Linked DNA regions of Pan troglodytes: region 1 is linked to region 2. Evidence: chromatin contacts called from public HiChIP or PLAC-seq data. All regions are on one chromosome and are shown on one strand. The core of a region is the stretch at or near the end of the contact, and the rest is flanking DNA. Distances in the headings are between cores, read along the strand shown.

Region 1 (3,356 bases), core at 440-2,939, 76 kb before region 2:
GGGGCCGCTGGATCGCTTTAGCCCGGGAGGTCGAGGCTGCAGTGGGCTGTGATTGCACCACTGCACTCCAGCCCAGGTGACAGAGTGAGACCCTGTCTCAAAATAAAAAAGAAAAGAAAATCTGTCTTTAATGCTGCTCTCAGGGCTCAATAAGCCTAGACACTATAGTAAAGAGTTCATTAAGGTGACTAACAAGAAAACTACTAACAAAAAAGGCACGTGTAAGTCTTGCTAACCAACGGACTGCCTCAAGAGGCTGTTTGAAAAGATATGCTTGGCAAGCTAAGGTCCATTTTCATTTACTGAAGTTTCTCAGGCATAAGAAAAAAAATAATGGTCAATGAGACCTGCAAAACTATATCCAAACTCAAATGAATGCTAAACTCTTTCTAGACTCCGGGAAACTAGGCAAAAGCAGACAAACAGCACCACTGTGTGGGCTCCTGACGAGGATGGCGGCAGGCATTCGCAGTCCACCGCGATGAACACGGTGCTTCCCTTCCAAACCGGTGTCTGGAACTTGGGCAACAACAGATACCTGGATCTGCGGCGTTCTCTTGCTCAAGCGGGAAATAATCACTTCGCATCATCTGCGTGGAGTAAATATTGTGATGGTGACACCTGCACGTTTAACCAAATGCCAGGACACCTAAGTTGGGTTTCCAGTCTGAACCGGCAGAAAAGGGATGTATTCGGTATTCCTGGTGCCAAGGTGAGAACGTAACCGCAAACCCAAGAGAAGTCTCCCACCCCAGCTCCTGGGCTACAGACAGGAACTGGCAACACCGCTGTGGGCCGTCCCGGGCGCGGCGAGGCCGGGGCCCAGCACATTCCCCTCCTCTCGACCCAGGCACTGAGGTCTGTAAGAGGCACTCGCACCCGGGCGGGCTCCCTCGACGGGAAAACCAGCCCTGAAGGTGACGCGCTGGGTCCCGGCGCAGCCCCGCTTCAGAGCCGAACTGCCCAGCGCGGCCCCGGGGGCTGTTGGGCCCCAGAAGCGCGACCCTCGCCCGCAGCGCGCTTGCGGGGGCGGCGGTGGCCGGGGTACGGCAGGCAGCCCGCCGCGGAGGGCGCGGGGTGATTCAGCAGGCCCGGGGCCCCGAGCGCACCGGCCCCCGCCCGCCCTCCGCCGGCTGCCTCCTCCCAGGCCTCCGAGGGGTCCGCAGGCCGCCCCGGCCCAGACCAGCCCCTGGCCCTCCCGGCTCGGCCCCGGCCTGGGTCCCTCACGGGGCCCCGGGGCCCGCATCCCTCGGCCCCGCCGGCCGGCAGCCACCGGCCCCGCTCGGCCTCCCGGCTCGGCCCCGGCCCCTCACGGCGTCCCAGGCCCTGCCGCCCTCCACAGCTCGGACCCCGGCCCCGCCGCACCCGCCGCCCTCGCGGCGACACTCACCGAAGGTGCGGCGCTGCTTGAAGGTCTTCTCCGACGGCATGGTGCGGGGATCTGGGCGGCGGCGGCGGCGACGACGCGAGGATCCCGGCGGCTCCTGGGGGCGGCGGCTGCTGCTGCGGCGGCGAATCCGACTCTGGCGATAGCCACTTCCCTTGTATCTCCTCAGCCCGCAGCCTGGTCAGGTGACTCGCGACGCGTCACCGAGAGGCGGGGCCAGAGCCGGCCGGGGCCGCCGCCATGACGGGCGTGGCGGAACCCAGCAGCGGCACGCAGCGTGGGGGCGGAGCAGGTGTGTGCGCGTGCGCGTTGGGCGAAATGCGCGCTCTGCGCATGCTCCCGGTCGTGCCCCAGCGCCGCCCAGCACCGCTGGGAGCCTGAGGCCCCTGAGGTGACGGTTGGGGGCTGGGCCGCACCACGGGGCTGTGGGCGCTCGGGAGCCTGCTGCCCGGTCCTGAGGAGATGGCAGCGCGGGGCGGGGGAGGCTGAGCCACAGGCGGGGTGTCCCGGGGCACTCTTGAGGGAGCGGTCAGAGGAAGGGACATGGGGCAAACCCGACCATCCTTTCCCCTCCAGAGAGAGACTTGGTGGTGCTGCACGAGACGCCGGGCTGGCACCCCGGGCTGAGGCGCGCAGGGCAGGCCGCGCCGTCTCCGGGAGGCAGGGTCGCCGCTCGCCCGTGGAGCCCTGGCTCCCTCTGCGTGCAGGGGCGCGCGTGGTCCGTGGGTGGCTTCCGGGGAGCGGCCGCTGGTGACCTCCGCCCGCGGTCACTCGACGCCCAGCCTTGGCGCGTTTGCGCAACTGCTTTTGTCCCGAGCCTTCATTCTGGGCGCAGTCCTCTCTCCTAGTCCCCCCGCCGCGGCGCCTGGAACTCTCCTGGTGGCTGTAAGATATTCCTACCGTTAGGTCGTCTGTGGCGACCGCCAGGCCTGCCCCACATCGCTAGCCGCCCTGTCTACCCCTCAGCCTCCCAGCCACTAAACTCGCTGGACAACCTTACACTAGTGACAGTGTTTGAGTCTCAGACTCATCTGTGAAAGGGCAGTCATATTTGAGGACTCCAAATGGGCTGCAGTGCGTAAACCACCATGCGATATTTGGTTGCTATTGCCCACCTCAGCCTGTGGCCAATGTGTCTCTGTAGGAACAGCACTAGATTCTTTGGGGTTTTTTTGAGACAGGGTCTTGCTCTGTTGCCCAGCCTGGAATGCAGTGGCACGATCATAGCTCGCGGCGGCCTCGGTCGCCTGGGCTCAAGGGATCCTCCTGCCTCAGCCTCCCGAGAAGCTGGGAGTAGAGCCGGGATCTCGCTGTGTTGCCCAGGCTGGTCTTGAACTCCTGGCCTCAAGCAACCCTCCCGCCTCGGCCTCCTTAAGAGTTGGGATTACAGGCGTGAGCCACTGCTCCCGGCTATTTGGCTGTTTTTGTTCTTTAACATCTAATACTTTGAAAGAGCCCCATAGTTCCAGGATTTCTCCTTTTGACTTTGTAAAAGCCTTTCTTCTATCCCAATTGGATAAAGTAATTGGATTAGGCTAATACACGCTACACTGTGAGCTTGAATCATACAAAACATGAAAATAGCGGGGGGCGGTGGCTCCAGCCTGTAAACCCAGCTCTCAGGGAGGCAGAGGCTGGGAGGATCGCTTGAGCCCAGGAGTTTGAGACCTGACTGGGCAACATAGCAAGGCCCCGTCCTCCACAAAAAAGAAAAAAAAAAGTATGAAAATATATTTCTCGCGCCAGGTGCGGCGACTCATGCCTGTAATTCCAGCACTTTGGGAGGCCAAGGCAGGAGGATCACGAGGTCAAGAGTTCGAGACCAGCCTGGTCAACATGGCGAAACCCCCATCTCTACTAAAAATACAAAAATTAGCCGGGTGTGGTGGCAGGCGCCTGTAATCCCAGCTACTTGGGAGACTGAGGCAGGAGAATCGCTTGAAACCAGAAGGCAGAGGTTGCAGTGAGC
Region 2 (3,322 bases), core at 194-2,693:
GAGGAATTAGTTGGTCACCAGGTATTCATATGTTTAGGTTTTGTAAATACTACCAGTTTGCCAATGTGGTTTTATCAATTTCATGAGCCATGTATGAGGGTTCCAGCTGTGACATCCTCGACAAACTAGGTATTGTCAGTCCTTTTAATTTTAGCCATTCTTGGGTGGGTGAGGGCAGTGAAGAGCTATTCTTGACATGGAATGACAAGACCTAGTGTGCCCGAGGTGAAGGCCTGAGCGTCCAGGGGAGCATGAGCCTGTCTTCTATGCCCTGCTGTGCTATGGCAATGTTTCAGTGTGCTCAGGAGGAAAACAGACAGCAGAGAAGCCGAGTGCTCCAAAGTGGGCAGAAATGAGACAGGCATAATGTGCTAGGCTAATGGTGACTCTTGGAATTTTGTCATTAGCTACAAAGAGGGCAGTGACATGATTTACACACACACACGGGGTGGGGTATCTGAAATATTAGGCAGCTAGTATGGCAGGGGCACCGCCTAATCAGCATGGATGCTGGCCAGGAGAGGACGTGTGTATGTGCTGGCTGGAAACAGTCCTGCTCATAGGTCACGATCTTAATGATTAAATAACAAGGCAAGAAATCCGAGAGGGCAGTGCCTGGGAGCACCCTGTTTGCTCTGTGGCCAGAATGCAGCACACTGAAGTACTGCCTATCAGGGTTAGAGGTGCTCGTGATGGTTTGGGCAAATACAAATATTAATCCAGAGTATTTGAGTCTGCATGAAAATACTGAAAAGTGAGGGAAGACCCAACCGTTTCCAAGAAATACAAATGGGAACTGGCGATAACTTAAAGAACATAATCAGAGAGGCAGAGGGCATTGGGTTTTACTAAAATATGAAGACATAACGTCCTGTCTCCACGTCAGCAACTGCCCAAAGTACACGCGTTCAAGCGAAAAGAGCGGGTGGGGTGGGGAGGCTCAGGGCCAGCCAGAGCTTCGGTGCTTGCACGCCCAGGCCTCCGGGTGACGACTGCTTCCAATTCCGCGGCCTTTAAACCCCAGGTTGTTTAAAAAAAAAAAAAAAAAAAAAAAAAAGAAAACCTATTTCTCTAAAAGTCACGATTCGAGCCCCATCTGAGGACGCAGCGATCCAGCGCCAACTCATTATCTGAGATAAAGGAGTGATTTTACCAGAAGCGCCTATGCAAGACGCAGGGCCCCGCGCGGGCTGCTCCCACCTCTTTCTCTCCTTGCAGGCTACCGAGACCCTGGCTGGGGCGGCCGGCGGCCCCTCCGGCGCATCCGTCGGAAATGATGAGTGGCTCCAGTGGCCGGGGTCTGCAGGACCTACCCCAGCGGGCATGGCGGGAGCCCCGCAGCCCCACACAGCCGCGCTCTGAGCCGCTGACCCCGCGTCTCTGCGTGAGGGACCAATCAGCTGCCAGCTAAGTTCACATACCTAGAAGGCCAATTTTGATTGGCTGGGCGCGGGCTAGTCCGCGGGACGGGCGGGCGCGCGGGCGCTGTTGGGCTCCTCTGAGCGGTTGAGGTTGGGGCTGGGGTTGGGCTCGGGTTGGGTTCCGCCTGGGGCAGGAGGGAAAGGCGGGAGCCAGGGCGTCAGGGCCTGCGGACGATGTGTGTGTGAACGGGCGCGTCAGCCATAAGAAGCCATATGCGTGCGAGCCGGTCCCCACCGTCCCCGCGGCGTTGTCACCATCATCATGAGGCCACTGGAGCAGCCTCAGGCGCTGCTGACGGGGAGCCGGGCGCGGGGTGCGTCGGGCTCTGCAGGTTGGTACTCACACCCAGCGCGCAGGATGGCAGGCAAGTGAGTCCTGAATCCTGCCCGCGGCTACCCGACACCTCGCCTATGAGTTCCCGGCCCGGCATTGCTCCATGACCTATGCATGGGCACAACTCTTGAGCGCCACCCACAGGAACCTCACTTACATTGGCTTAACAAAAACGCAACTGATGGTTCCACATAACTGAAAATGTCAGAAGTAGGCCTTCAGGCATGGACGTATCCAGGTACACATTGACCATGGTCCTGGAGGGTTTCTCTCCATCTCTCAGCTTCCTTCCTTTTTGCTGGCTTCCCTTGTGGAGGCAAGATGATCACCAGGACCTCCTGAGGTTTACATGTTATCAGATTATCAACCTCAACAAAAAGGAGATTCTTTTTTTTCCCAGCCTTCCAGGCTGGGCAGTGGTGAGTTTGGCCCACCTGAACTACAAGGACTGAGATGGGTGTGGCCCCCCCTCCCCACCAGGAATATAGCAGTGCTGTCATTACCAGAAGGGGCCTCAGATGCTGTGGAGGGCAGTGCCCCATCCTCTGTTTTCAAGCATTATCTGGGAGAGTTGATGCTTGAACCTATTACTCTCACAAAAATAGCAATAATAATAATGGTTATTATGACAGTGAAACCCAAAAACACTTATATGGCTCTTACGGTTTCCACATACAAAGCACTTTGACCCACTACTGTCAGGGAAGCAGGGCTTTGCACCCACTGGAGACGCTTCATCCAGCCAACATTCAAGCAGTTTGTTGGGGAGTGGAACAGGGAAGAGCAACACAGGCTGTGTAACCCCAAATGCTTTGTCATCCCAGAGACAAAGCACCCGGGTTTTTATAGTGGAAGGAGGTTCATTAATGGACAGTTTGACGATGTTTTTTCTTCAGTATTTCAGTAAGTTGAGGGTGTCTGACAGATCATCCTAGGTGATGTGATTGGCAGCTACATGTCTTGGAAAGTTCTCAGCAGGTTGGAATGCTCCTGTCTTTTCTGATGCTCCAAGCACAAGTGTAGCTGGAGTCAGCTTGAAGCTGGTTGGCTTGGGAATGCAGGATTCCATGACAGCCAGCCCCCAGGAGCCCCTAGACATTCACGCATGAGCTAGCACACGCCTGCTTCTGATGTCACCCTCTCACTCTTCTTGGGCTCAGAGGATCCCCCCATCCCCGCCACCCGTGGGCTTTATTGTTAAGAGTCAGTTCTGAGAAGACAGGTCCAGGCCTGTGCCCTAGCATCCCTGCCCCCTAGTTTACACAAACCCTAAGCTTTTCTGTTCTTCTCTTCTAGGAATAGCACATTTCAGACCTACGAGAAAGAAGTGTGCCTCCCCCGTCATTCGGTAAGGAAAGCAAATCCTCAGCCACTTGGCCCTGACCCCAACATACCCCTGTGGGGTGAGGAGAGCAGGGAATGTGGGTCCAGAAGCTGCATCCCATGAGAGAATCCTCCAAACACAAAAGTGTGGTTGCAGGAGCTATCCCTGGGCCTCCAGAACACCTCCCAGGCCCTCACAACACCTCAGAGTTCAGGAGGCCACCTAATATACCTGCTCTGGGCA

The links. HiChIP or PLAC-seq counts read pairs in DNA pulled down with a chosen protein or histone mark.
Region 1: an H3K4me3 HiChIP or PLAC-seq map of stem cell-derived excitatory neurons shows a contact between it and region 2, with 6 times the contacts expected there. The contact joins the promoter of FBXO31 here to the promoter of C16H16orf95 in region 2. A contact is called at or near these places in 2 of 7 Hi-C or Micro-C datasets (induced pluripotent stem cells and stem cell-derived neural progenitor cells), 1 of 1 datasets of contacts at active chromatin or transcription factors (stem cell-derived excitatory neurons) and 1 of 1 other capture datasets (stem cell-derived neural stem cells).

Annotation. Positions count from the first base shown.
Region 1 is chr18:85,560,541-85,563,896 of NHGRI_mPanTro3-v2.0_pri, reverse strand. It overlaps FBXO31 (F-box protein 31), which reads left to right and starts at 1,689. Exons shown (of 11, transcript XM_063797921.1): 1 at 1,689-1,778. It overlaps MAP1LC3B (microtubule associated protein 1 light chain 3 beta), which reads right to left and starts at 1,550. Exons shown (of 4, transcript NM_001246576.1): 1 at 1,391-1,550. The coding sequence starts at 1,430.
Region 2 is chr18:85,484,362-85,487,683 of NHGRI_mPanTro3-v2.0_pri, reverse strand. C16H16orf95 (chromosome 16 C16orf95 homolog) reads left to right here and starts at 1,443. Exons shown (of 5, transcript XM_063797925.1): 1 at 1,443-1,753; 2 at 3,052-3,103. The coding sequence starts at 1,635. LOC134808832 (a long non-coding RNA gene) reads right to left here and starts at 1,379. Exons shown (of 2, transcript XR_010152678.1): 1 at 1-1,379.